Linked DNA regions of Cricetulus griseus: region 1 is linked to region 2. A link is a contact called in public Hi-C data. All regions are on one chromosome and are shown on one strand. The core of a region is the stretch at or near the end of the contact, and the rest is flanking DNA. Distances in the headings are between cores, read along the strand shown. Region 1 has its middle 140 kb from the start of Nav2. Region 2 has its middle 35 kb from the start of Zdhhc13.

Evidence for each region. Hi-C and Micro-C count contacts between places; a contact is called where the count stands out from the background.
Region 1: a Hi-C map of the CHK-Q cell line shows a contact between it and region 2, with 6 times the contacts expected there. The contact joins two enhancer-like sites. A contact is called at or near these places in 5 of 8 Hi-C or Micro-C datasets (the CHK-Q cell line, the CHL-YN cell line, the CHO-K1 cell line and 1 more).

The regions. Positions count from the first base shown.
Region 1 is chr3:146,131,288-146,137,668 of CriGri-PICRH-1.0, reverse strand. No RefSeq gene overlaps it. Among named protein-coding and RNA genes, the nearest start is that of Nav2, 140 kb to the left of the region's middle. Within about 2 kb of position 3,883, at least 1 of the 6 cell types and tissues checked has open chromatin away from gene starts, as enhancers often do.
Region 2 is chr3:145,753,694-145,759,509 of CriGri-PICRH-1.0, reverse strand. No RefSeq gene overlaps it. Among named protein-coding and RNA genes, the nearest start is that of Zdhhc13, 35 kb to the left of the region's middle. Within about 2 kb of position 4,024, at least 1 of the 6 cell types and tissues checked has open chromatin away from gene starts, as enhancers often do.

The sequences.
Region 1 (6,381 bases), core at 2,634-5,133, 380 kb before region 2:
CCTGTAAAATTACTTTCATTGTTACTTTATAACTGTAATTTTGCTACTGTTATGAATCATAATGTAAATATCGGATATGCAGGATGTCTGATATGTCACCCCCAAAGAGGCTGTGACCAACGATGGTTGAGAACCATCGATCTAGAAGACGCACAAACCTCTGGGAGGGGACCATGTCTTTCTCTGGCCAAGTAGTTCTCATGAATGATTAGACACATGCTTGGGCAGTGACAGGGAGCACTTACTAAAGAGGGATGACTGCCCTACAATTCAGAGGGGCTGTCCCAGGTGTTCGGGAACCACAGAGAGCAAGGAGAGCTCAGCGTCTGAGCTAGGCAGACCTCCTGGCATAGCCACTTTCTAGCTCACAGTAGACCAAGCCCTGAATTCCCCATTCTCAGGCTGCTCATCCATGGGATCTCGAAGAGGGTTTCAGCTGACCCCTAGCTCTGGGTGCTTGATCTGGTCCTTATCTCTAAAGAGGCTCTAACAAGAACTATTTAAGAAAGTGGACAGACTCTGTAGAACCCTCAGCAGAGTTTGCCTTCCAGGGACTAGCCTACGGGTGATCACCTCTTTAAACAAAGCCCAGGGCAAAATGCATAAGAGCAACCTTTATTGTGGTAGTGTTATGTCTATGGAGCTGTGGATATATTTTTACTCTCCGTGACTTGTTATATTCCATCTATAAAATGGGTACAAGTACAATTCTTCCCTTGGAGGATACTCATATGATACAATGCTAAAAATGATGTGAGGCAGATGGACTGTGTCCCTTAAAGTCCATCTATTAGAACTTCTGTGTGGGGATGGACTTGCTAAGAGCTGGACAGCAGCTCATTAGCTACAGAGTGTGTCAGAGGCTGAGACCACATGTCAAGGCTAGGTTGTGAAGATTCCCACACTAAGTCCATCTTGAGCCTTGCTGGCTTCTGAGGCCCCACCTGTCTTTTCCAAGCTGTGTCTGTCTGAATTAATGGGGAAGATGCTGGCCCATCCTACAGCAAATCCAAAGTGGAGAAATTACTTCCTAGCTTCATTTTAAAGAATCAAAGCCCCTTTCCAGCCAGAGGCAATTACAGTCTGACCCTTAGGATGGTAGAGTGTATTTCAATTGGAACACGGCATTTTCCTAGCCATTGACATATGGAGCCTGGACACCAGCTGGCCCAGGGATGAGACCAATCACAGGGTCCAATTGGAACTAAATAAAAAGACCCCCTGGAGGAAATAGCTCCAGCGAGGCCCACAAATCCCCATGACATGTCATTTTAGCATGTCCCATGTCAGTCTTGGCCTTGCAGTCAGCCTATGCCTGAGGCCTCAGTCTTTCTCCAAAGGGACAAGAAGGTCTGGAGCCTCAGCTGTGAGACCCCCACTCAGCAAAGGAGGAGCCTAAGGGCACAACTGAGCAGTCCTGACCTCAGCCCACCGTTAGAGATAGCCCCAAGGACATCCAGCTTGCCAAGAAGATCCTGACATTAGCTCCCCTTATTCCCTAAAGATGGGTTATGTGACTGGCACCCAAATCTATATTTACACACCCTCTGCGTTCCAGCCCCACCCCTTGGCAGTAGTTCACACACAACCATTCCTTCTCCCCTTCTCCAAGAACAAAGTTTGGCTTTGTCCATGCTATGAAAACTCAGATCAGGTTTATTTTTGGGTATAGTAGATGATGGAAGGTGGCATTTTGTGTTACTGTCAGGCCCTGAAGAGGATTTAGCTCTGATACCCTGTCAGTCACCCTGAGCTCAAAACCACAGCCCATGTTTCTGCCTCCCAGGACACAGCCCTTGTGTCCAGATGTTGCAGCTCACCAGCTGTATTAGCCATTGTTGGACCAGTTTTGCCTTATTTCATGAGGGTGACAACAGTGGCCTCACAGAACTGCTTGGAGACTTTGTGGCAGAAGGCACAAGTGTATTAAAAAGTGCTTAGTGCCCAGAAGCAGCAAGTGCACAGTGAATGGCTATAATTCTTCTTGCTGGTACCACTGTGAATTCTTTGAGAAGAATGAGCATCTAGCTTCTCCCCTGCCATGGAAACCCAGGTCACAGCTTTGGTACATGGGTCCTTGGGCGTATCTCTAGAAGAGCAAGAGGCGAGAGGCCAGTCTTAGTGGGACTTTGGGGGAATTCTACTCAGGGAAGGTGGGTGGCAGCTGTGCAGTAGAGGAAGGCAGGCTGAGTCTCCCACTCTGCAACCTGACAAAGAAAGGGCTTGGGGGCTCAGCCAGGCCCTTCATAGATGGTGGCTGGGAATAGCCAATCGTGTTTGCTCCCTCAGTTGCTGGGAACAGTGTCCCTTTCTGTGGGCCTATTGTCTCTAGCAAAGCAGGCACATACCTCTCATTGGCGCTTATGGGATTATGCACTGCTATCAGGAGGGCAACAGTGTGTCCCCTCGGCAGCAGAGTCTGCCTCAGTGTGGCCAGTGGGTTGATTATCAGCTGACCACAGGGAGAGCTCTTTCAAGAGAACTATTCATGCCTGAGCGTTTGTAGCCTGTCTGCTTCTTGATAACTTCTCAGGGAAGACACTGATTGCATCGCGTTCAGATGTAGTGAAAAGGCTTCAAATGTCCATGACATTTGATCCTCAAATCAAAATGGCAGCAGATAATGGCTTTCCACATGGCTGCGTGTCTCTGTGGGCTTCAGTCTCTTTTCCCCCTTCCCCCAAAGAAGAATGCCAAGAAATGTTTGAACTCTAAGCGTCTTTTAAACTCGGTAGCTAAAGGTTGTCACCACATGGGAGCAGAAGTTATGTCAATAGACTGCAAAAAAGAACACATGGTTTACAAGATGAAATAAAATTAAGATTAAATATAATTAGAATAAAGATTTATGTGACTGGGGAGAAGAAAGTTTGAACTTAATTGAGCAAAACACACCAACTGGAAAAAGAATACAAAACAAAACAAAACAAAACAAAACAAAAAAACAAAAAAAACCTGATCCATAGATTTTGTCCAATACGGTTTGAAAAGGAATACTGAAAAACGTTCCAAAAAATCTTGAGGGAATCAACATTCCCTATATGTACCGTTTCCTCTGGACTAGACTCTGACCCCCGACACAAGCCTGAGGACGTGAAAGCTTTGACTGTGACTGGAATTGACACAAGGTAAAATCTGGAAGCTCGTTGTCTGAGGTTCCCCAGCTTAGGGCTGTTGCTCACACAGAACCAGTGTTTCCTTCTGGCCTTTTGGTGCTGTGGACGTTTGGAACTCCTGAGAGAATCATCCAGCATGGGTCAGGATGGAGGTAGGGTCTACTTTCTGTCCCAAAGAGGGTCCTCTGGAAACCCCTCTTGAGTAGATATTGGTCAGACCAATGTTGGAAGAGAGTAGAAAATTAAGCTTTGTATCTGGAAACTGGTACCTTTTTATACACAACACCTCCTGTACATAACTGTGCATCCCTAGCTTTCAGACCACTGTTCTACCTGACCTTAAAGAAACTCAGATCATAGGAATACTGTATTAAGCAAGATAAAGCTGTTGATTCTAGAGACCTTAAGTGATAATGGAATTTAATTAAAAAAATAAAATAAACGGTTGATGCTCTGCACATATGTACGAAGCTGGCATGGCGGTACACATTGTAATCCCAGAGTTGGAGGAGCCAGAGATTGGTAGATCCGGGGCTTATTGGCCAGTCTGCATGCCCTGCCAGTGTAGTCTAACCAAATGAACCCAGGCCAGTGAGAGACTCTGTCTCAAAAATTAAAATGTGCAGCACCTAAGGAATGGCTTACATAAATAGCATGCTGTGTGGTGCACACATACACTTTGGCTGGACAGGATGTGCCTGTGGCCTGTGCTCAGCACTAAGGAGAGCCAACCTGGACACAGATAGTAAAGTCAGCTCTGTCTCAAACTCACCAAACAGAAAGAGGAGACAAAGTCCACTTGGCAGCTGCTGAGACTTAGCTAGTTCCAAAGCCTGTCACTGAGATGGCTTGGCCAAATGGCTGAGCAGCTTCAGCAGGACAGACAGACAGAATCTGGGTATCGGGAGGGACTGTGAAGAAGAAGGGGGCTGGAGAGGCTTGGCTGGGAACCCAGCCCCTGTTGTTCCTTAAGCAGGAAGCTTGAAGCTTAGGCCAAGGCTTCTCACTTCTCCTCAGTGTAAAGAGCTGTGACAGCAACAGACCATCCTCCGGAGACAGCGGGTTGAGGTCGGCTTAGACCACACAGAGTGGGCAGTTTATCCTGCTGGCTACTGTCACCAGCAACGTCCTTGTCAGTTGGTGCTGCTGTAACCACAGAGCTGCTGGGGGCTGACAGGAAACACCACATGGGGCATCAGCCACCTCTCTTGGTTTCTGGACTCTCTTTTTCCTTTTAACAAAGATAAGGAGCCATTCTAGATCATTGGGACCCTTTACAATTTTTAAATTTCATTTTTTTATTTATGTGTATGTGTGTACATGTGCATTCAGGTGCACTATAGACGATGGTGTCAGATTCCTGGGGCTGGAGTTACAGGCAGTTGTGTGCCACCTGACATGGGTGCTGGGAACCGAACACTCTCAACTGCTGAGCCATCTCTTCACCCCACTCCCCCAGAGACCTGTTTTATAATCCCCTTCATCCCATGGCCATCACAATTTGAAAGGCATTGTCCTAAACAAGTTCAATATCTGAAAGGTAATTAATGCACAGCTCTGTTTTTGTTGGTGTTTGTTTGTTTTAGTTAACCAGGGGCTCATGTGATTGCTAATACAAATCTCCACTGTCCTAAATAGCCTATTTGGGCCTATTATAACTCTTGTTAAAGGCAAATCTCTGCGTACCCAAGACCATGTCCTACTGTGTGTAATTATAAAGCTAAAAACATTTGCTAGACATTAAGGGATTCTTTTTTTTTTAAGATTTATTTATTTATTTTATTATATGTATGCTCTAACCAATTTATACCAGAAGAGGGCATCTGATCCCTCTATAGATGGTTGTGAGCCACCATGTGGTTGCTTGGACCTCTGGAAGAGCAGGCAGTGCTGTTAACCATTGAACCATCTCTCCAGCCCTGACATTACAGGATTCTAAGAATGGCTCCTGGCTCTCTTATCATCTTCCCAAAGTCCAAGAGCATCAACATGAGAATATAGGATAATCCTAGGCTCCAGCTTCTAGAACCTGGCTCATGGTCAAGAATTCAGACCACATCTGCATCCTGTCCTCTGCTAAGACATATGTCAGCAGGTGCAGACCCAAAGTCAGATCTTCAGCTTGTTTTTGCAAGCTTTGATAGATGTTGGTACATCCTGGGATCTTGTTCAAGTTTAGGGTCTGATTTGTGAGTCTGTAGCCGGGGCTAGGTTCTGTATTTTGATATGGACATGTGGGCAGGTGATGCTGGCTCTTGGTGCACACACTCTGAACAGAAAGGATCTAATGTTCCCTCCAATGGTGTTTTAGTAGAGTGGCAGGGTTCAAACTGGGAGAGAATGGTTCAAATGCAGTCAACACACAGGACTGATGGCTTTGAAGTTCACAGTCCCTGACTTAAATGTCAGATGGCCTTTGTAACAGCTGGGGAGCTGTAAGAAGGCTGATGGATTTCACTACAGCTGGTTTTCTACTCTACAGGTGGGAGGAAAACTGTCTCTACTTTATTAGCTGGCATAGAACGTTGATCAGGACCTTGCATGTAACCCCCCAGGGTGAGGTACATGACAGGTGCTAAGGCAATGGCAGCCTTCTGTGGTTTTCTGGCTCTCACTGCTTGGCTCTGTGTCCTTGAAGGACTTTCTAAGACTCCTTGGCTTTAGGCAAAAGCCTAACAACTTGCACTCAGGTTCCCTGGCACCCAGCTTCTGGGGCTGGGTTCTGATGGATTGATCTGCGGCTACTGTCTTGGGTCTATCTGTCCAGTTTAGCAGCTTCATTGAAAGATTTTTTTTAGAGGTGCCACCCTATACCTTGGAGGTGCACCTGATGGCTAATGGACCTGAACAACAAGACAATTGTGTTCATGTTGCTGAGAGTTTGCTGAAAATCCTAATTCTCAAACCCCAGATTAGATCTTCTTGGGCCCACTGATCCCTGACTGTCAACGGGGAACACAACTTGGCTCATGAATGATGAGACCCTGAGATCAAAGGAGGCAGAAGAAAGTGCTTGGATATCATTTATTAATAAGGGATAAATAGAATGCTAATTAAGGCAGAGCCTGCAAGAAGGCAAATTCCCCAAGTAAAACTTTAGGGAATGCTCCAATGATTACCATTTTAATTAAAAATGCATCATTCAGTACAAATGATGGGACACTCCTTCCCAGCACGAGAGCTGTCTGAGATGCAGAGCTGGATCCATCTTCCAAGGGTGCAGAGGAGCTGGCAATGAGCTGGTAGAGGAACCCATGACAGGGTA
Region 2 (5,816 bases), core at 2,775-5,274:
TCTGGATGAGCTCCTTAGAAACCAAGGACCTTTGTGGCGATAGGGCCTGGGCCCTCCACCAGCATCTTAAAGTATTGTGAGTTGCATGCTATGTGGATGGTGGGTGTGGGGACTCCATGATTCATGGATGGTGGATGAGGGGCATCCAGTTCTCCTTTCAAGTGGAGTCTCCCAGGCTCAAAAGGCCAACACTGTGAACATCTTGTCAGTTGTGACTTTTGACATTCCAGCTTGAGAAGGTTCTAGCATGAAATGGAGGAGGCTGAGCTTCAGGCTAGTGAATGCTGGCTCAACTCACCATGCAGAGCAAAGGCCAAACACATCATTTCCTTTCCAAGCATAGGTCAGAGCATTCACGGTTCTGAGCTCAGATTGCTTGATGAGAAGATGGGGTTTTAGAGGAGCAGACCTTTGACATTCAGTTGCCAATCTCAGTGGGTTGAGCAGACCTTTGATACTCAGTTGTCAATCTCAGTGGGTTCCATTTATTTCAGGGTCCCCTCCACAGATGAAAGTAAAGATTAGGATCTACTGGCTTGACCACATTTGTGTACCACTTAATTATGGAAAATGGAAGCATGGGACCCAACAGAGGCCAAAGGACACTCAGAGGTCATCGTGCCAGCCACCCCAGGAAGGCATTTCTTTGGGATTTTCTGATGAGGTGACAGCATGGGTATTGAGGAGCTCCAGGCTTCACACCATGGTCACTTGCTAAAGGTTACTACCCCATCTCCAGCCATCATTCATCTCCGAGTAATTCTCACCCACTGTCTTCAGAGCCACTGGCAATGGTGTCAGCTCTGAGTCAACATGATCCAAGACTAAATCCTCCAACTTAGAGGGAGGGAAAGACCTTTAAACCTTTTGTCAACAGCTCATTTACCCTGTGACTGAGAAATTCAGGCTCTCTGAACTTTAGTACGGCTATCAGTAAAACAAATGTAGACCTCTTTGGTGCCGTGAGACTACATGTGACACACAGAAAACCTTTGCCTATCATAGGTACCCAAGTAATCTTCACATGCCAAGATTCCTTCATTTTCAAACATTTATTTTTTTAGTGCTTATTTATTTGCTAAGCACTTCCTCAAGTGCTGAGGACTGGCTAGAAAATGGATTGTGGTGTCATGATTACCTGCATTGTCACCAAACTCTCCATTGACTAGCTGCTCAGCTGAGACAGCAGGCTTCCTATGCATTACCAGGATCCTCCTCCCCAAGCCTTGTGCCTCCCTTAGTCTTTCTATCATCATCTCTCCTCTCCTCTGTGCTGGGGCACTATGGAACAGCATGAGGTTCATGGGACATTAGCCCGGTTCTTTCCTGGTGCAGCTTGTGTGAGCATGCTGCAAGAAGCTGCCATACTTCATCGGGGCAGGGATTCTGAGTACGAAATGAACCTTGTGTGAGGAGCAGGACGGTGGGACATTTTTCTTGGGAATTTAAAGCAATCTTATGTAATTTTATAGTTCTGGAAGCCAGACTCCAGATGGCTTCCTCCATTCCCTTTCTTTCCAGAGAAGTAGGCTTAGTAGACTTTGTATATAGAAGGACAACTTCCTCTCTCTTTAGCTATGCCATTGTGGACACTTACAGATGCCTTCCACACTAGGGATGAAAACAATACCAGTCAGAAATTTTTACAACACCAAAGGAAGTCTAGTCCTGCCTCTGGCTCTGAGGAAGTTTATTTAGATCCTTAATGGCGAGAAGCTGAAGGCTTTGAGAGTACACCCAGCCTGGGGGACCAGGGTGTGCCTTACTTTCCTTGAGAGTTAGGATGGGCAGTGATGGGACCCAGGGTTGGTGCATCTTCTGCTCTCAGCATGAATCTAAGGCAATCACACAGACTGGCAGCAGGGGGGGTGGCGTAAGGGAAGCTGGTGGCAGGAGAAGGCTCAGTAGGTACAAGGGCACCATGAAAGCTCCAGGCAGAACAGCACTAGCACCTCTGAGCCCACTTCCTGGTGGCCATGCCTGACTCAAGACCCACCCAGAGCTGACTCTTGTCAATTGTGCTGTCTGATGGACTGAAAGGCAAGAGCTGACAGAGGTGCCAAAATGGATCTCATCTTTCTCTATGAGCAACTGGACCCAGAGAGAAGCCGGTGGAAGAAAGAACAAGTATTGTTTGGTCCCATCCTCACGCATCACTCAGACTCTTACCCCCTTCCTGTTCTGGATCTTGTGAAAGACAAACCTGTGCTTTGCTACACAGGTGAGTCCCAGGGCACTGGGAAAGCTGCAGGTTCTGATTCGGTGGATGTGGGAGGGGAATAAGATGCAAATGTCTTATGGGTTCCTGAGTGAAGCTGTCTCCAAATTCTTAGCCTATGAAAGGGACTTTTTAAAATTTTATTTTATTTTATGTGGATTTGTATTTTTCCTGCATGTATATCTGTGTGAAGGTGTCAGAAGCCCTGGAACTGGAGTTACAGACAATTGTGAGCTGCCATGTGGATGCTGGGAATTGAACCTGAGACCTCTGGAAGAGCAGCCAGTGCTCTTAACCACGGAGCCATTTCTCCAGGACAATTCTTAGCCTATTAAACGCAGACACATAAGAAGGATATCTTTTGAAACACTCTTTCCAATGCATAGCACAGACTTTAAGGCAGGAGAGCCATGCCAGCACGAAGACAGATTCAAGCGTACATGTGTGAGGAAACTGGCAAACACTGAGGCGTTTTATGCCTTTGCATGGCATGGAACTGTTAGGCCATAGAATTTGCTGGGTAGAAAAGGTTGCCACTCCTCATTGATCTCCTTACCCAGGCAGGGTACAGAATTGTGTTGGTGATGCCTCTACATAAAACAGTCCTCAGGAGTAGCTATGCCCCCAGAAAAAGGGTGATCAAGGAGAAAGGGAATAAAACTCCATGTCTGCTTTGATTTGGGCTTGGTGGAGGAAGAAAGCTCTTGAGGTTTCAAAGCCAAGCATTCATGGTTTGGGACTGAGAAGTAACACGAAGCTAAGCATGGCCTCAAAACCCCCGAGACGGTCAGTTAAAACAAAACAAGTGGGGCCTGGCTGTTGTCCCTATGTCATGATGTCTGGCAGAAGTGGTTTCAATCTCTGTGTAGGACTGTACCTTCAAGCTAGCCCTATAAATTCCCCACTCTAGGGGCTCACAGTGAAAACTGCAGCACACAAAGAAACATCACCACCACAGAAACAGCCATGACAGTAACAGCAAGGCAGAGTAATGGGGTGATAGTTCGGCTGGGTGAGGTGCCTACTGTCCTAGCACCCACCTCACATCTGGATGTGGAGGCATGCCTTTCTAACCCCAGTGCTGGGAGGGGCAGACAGGGAGATGCTTAGGGCTCACTGGCCGGCCACCCCAGCCAAATTAGGGAGCTTCGGACCAAGAAAGAAACCCTGTCTCAAAAAACAAGGTGGATAGCACCTAAGCTACCACTGGGGATTGAGTCCTGGCCTCCACACAGGGGCAGGGGCTTAAAGGTGGATCGATTGGGAGGTGGGGGAGCTGGGGGAGGGGAAATATGATCAAAATATATTGTATCAAAATAATTGGAAAGAGGTCTATCCCCAGCAGTTACCATGCCTGAGCCTGAGGCAGGGAGTAGTTATCCCAGATGGATAATCCTTCCGGGTCACCCCTCTACTTACTCTTCCCTTCTACTGTGCCCCATCTTGTTCTCGGTTCCCTGGCTCCTTTCCCAGCTCCCAGCATTGACTCCTGGTCCTCACCCTTATTTAAGGAAAACACTCAGCTGCTCCCATGGTCCCCTCTCAACTCCATATTGCACAGGGGCCACTGTCAGTGCAAGGGTGTGTGTGGGGCTCTCAAGCAGCCATGCTGACGGCAGTTAGAACCACACTCCATTTCACCACTGCCCTCAGTGTGCCCTGCTTGCTGCCGACATAGTGAGTTCAGCGGAGACAGGCAGACACCACACTCAGCTAGAAACTGCCAGAGCCAGGACTTACACCCATCTTCCAAAGATGCCCTCCCGCCCCCGCCCCCTCCCCGGTGTGCCACAGCTACCTCTAATTAGAGCTAAGTTAATGACCAACCCGCCTCTCCTTTTATTGTGCTAAACCCTGACCAGCCTTTTCAATCTTCTAACCTTAAATTTACCCAGTTGGCTGAGAAATCTTTGGGGTCATTGCCAAGCGCAGTGTTAAGATCAAGGAAATATTAATGTGTGTTCCCTTAATTCAAAGGTCAGTGGAGACAAAAAAATCAGCCCAGCACAGCAGAGTACAGGGTGCCAGGTACCAGGAAAAACAGGGTCCCTGTGGGTGCCACTTTCTTCCATCCCCATCTTGGAGCAATAGAAAAACACTCTTTTAAACTGTAAGGGCAAACACGAAAGGCCCCACAAACATGACCATATGTACACACAGCTGGGCAGTGAGGTTTAAGGTGGAGCCCTGTGAAAGAAGTCTGTTGGCGCCCTCTTGTGGGGAAGTTTAACACTGCAGTGACACTGAACCCATCCCTATCCCTCAGAGCAGCTGTCCAAAACTGGACTCTCATCCTTAGAGCCTTTCAATGGCTTTGGCCTTAGACAAGCCTAACCTCCAAGTCCTATTCCTCCATCGATCACTCTGGTCCAGTTAGACCAGGGACCAGCATTCTAAGCTGAGATCCTGAGGCAGAAAGGAGCTCAGTGCATCTGGGCACAGAGAAGCCTGCATGGCAGATGGCAGAAACAATAGAGGTGTTCCAGCAGAAGTGGGTGTCACAGAGTCGTCCCTGATAACACCCACATTATTCTAGTGGTAATCAGGCCTCGTTTACACTCTCTATATCTTTTCTTTTACCTTGTACCTTCACATCTATTCTTCAGTAAATTCATCCAGGTCTGATCTGAGGCCATCCATTCTCCTCATCTCCAGAGCCACATCTGGCCAATTGGCATCCCCTCCTGCAGTAGCTTCATAATGCATCTCTATGCCCTCACAATGCCTTTTCTTCTCAGCCTGAAAGTGATGCAACTCTTGTGGACCAGATTGGGTCTCATCCTTAGAGCCCTTCAATGCCTTTGTCCTTAGAATAAGACTAACACCCAAGTTCTGTGTATCGCTTATTCACTCTGGTTCAGCCTCAGAGCCTTTGAACCTGTGGGTCCCCACACCAGGATGCACCAGGTTCCTCCTTTTCATTCTCCAGGAATTGGCTTCAGTTGCCCAGAAGCTGGGAAGAGACTTATAGAGACCCTTATAGCCAATTGATCCTGGCTACCCACCCTCCCCATGCATAGCTCAGCCCCTAGCTGTCTGTAAGCTAGATGTAGCTAACCTGGTCAAAACTGTTTTCCTAAACTCAGGCTGGACACAAAGAGCTGGCGCGACACAGAGCCTCTTCTTATCCAACGAGTAAATCCTAGAATACGCAGAGCATCTGGGAGTTAGTCATTCACTTCCTCAGCGGTGAGCCTAAGTGGATCGGTGCCTGAACTTTTGTTCCCCCTGCTCTGTCACCCAGTCCTGTGCCTCAGAGTTCAGACACACCCTGCCCTACCCTGGCAGCCACCACCACCTCTCCCAGACCCACCCAGGGGCCACTAACAGTCTCCCGGCCCCACCCTGGTTGCGCACTGACTTGGGAAAACTAGGCTAGCAGACTCATGAGGTGGAGTCATTTCTGAAGGCTTCTGGGAAGAAGAAACTGCTGTGAAGGTCACCGAGGCTTCCCAAAATTCAGTGACATTGTTTGGTGAGCCATCTGCTGAGACCCATGAGGCAGCCAGTCTCCGTATTTTTCATTCCCGTGATGAGAGAGAATTAGAAATGCCATGGTGATCCTCTCCTATTTGATAGGTTTCCAGTTCGCCACCCA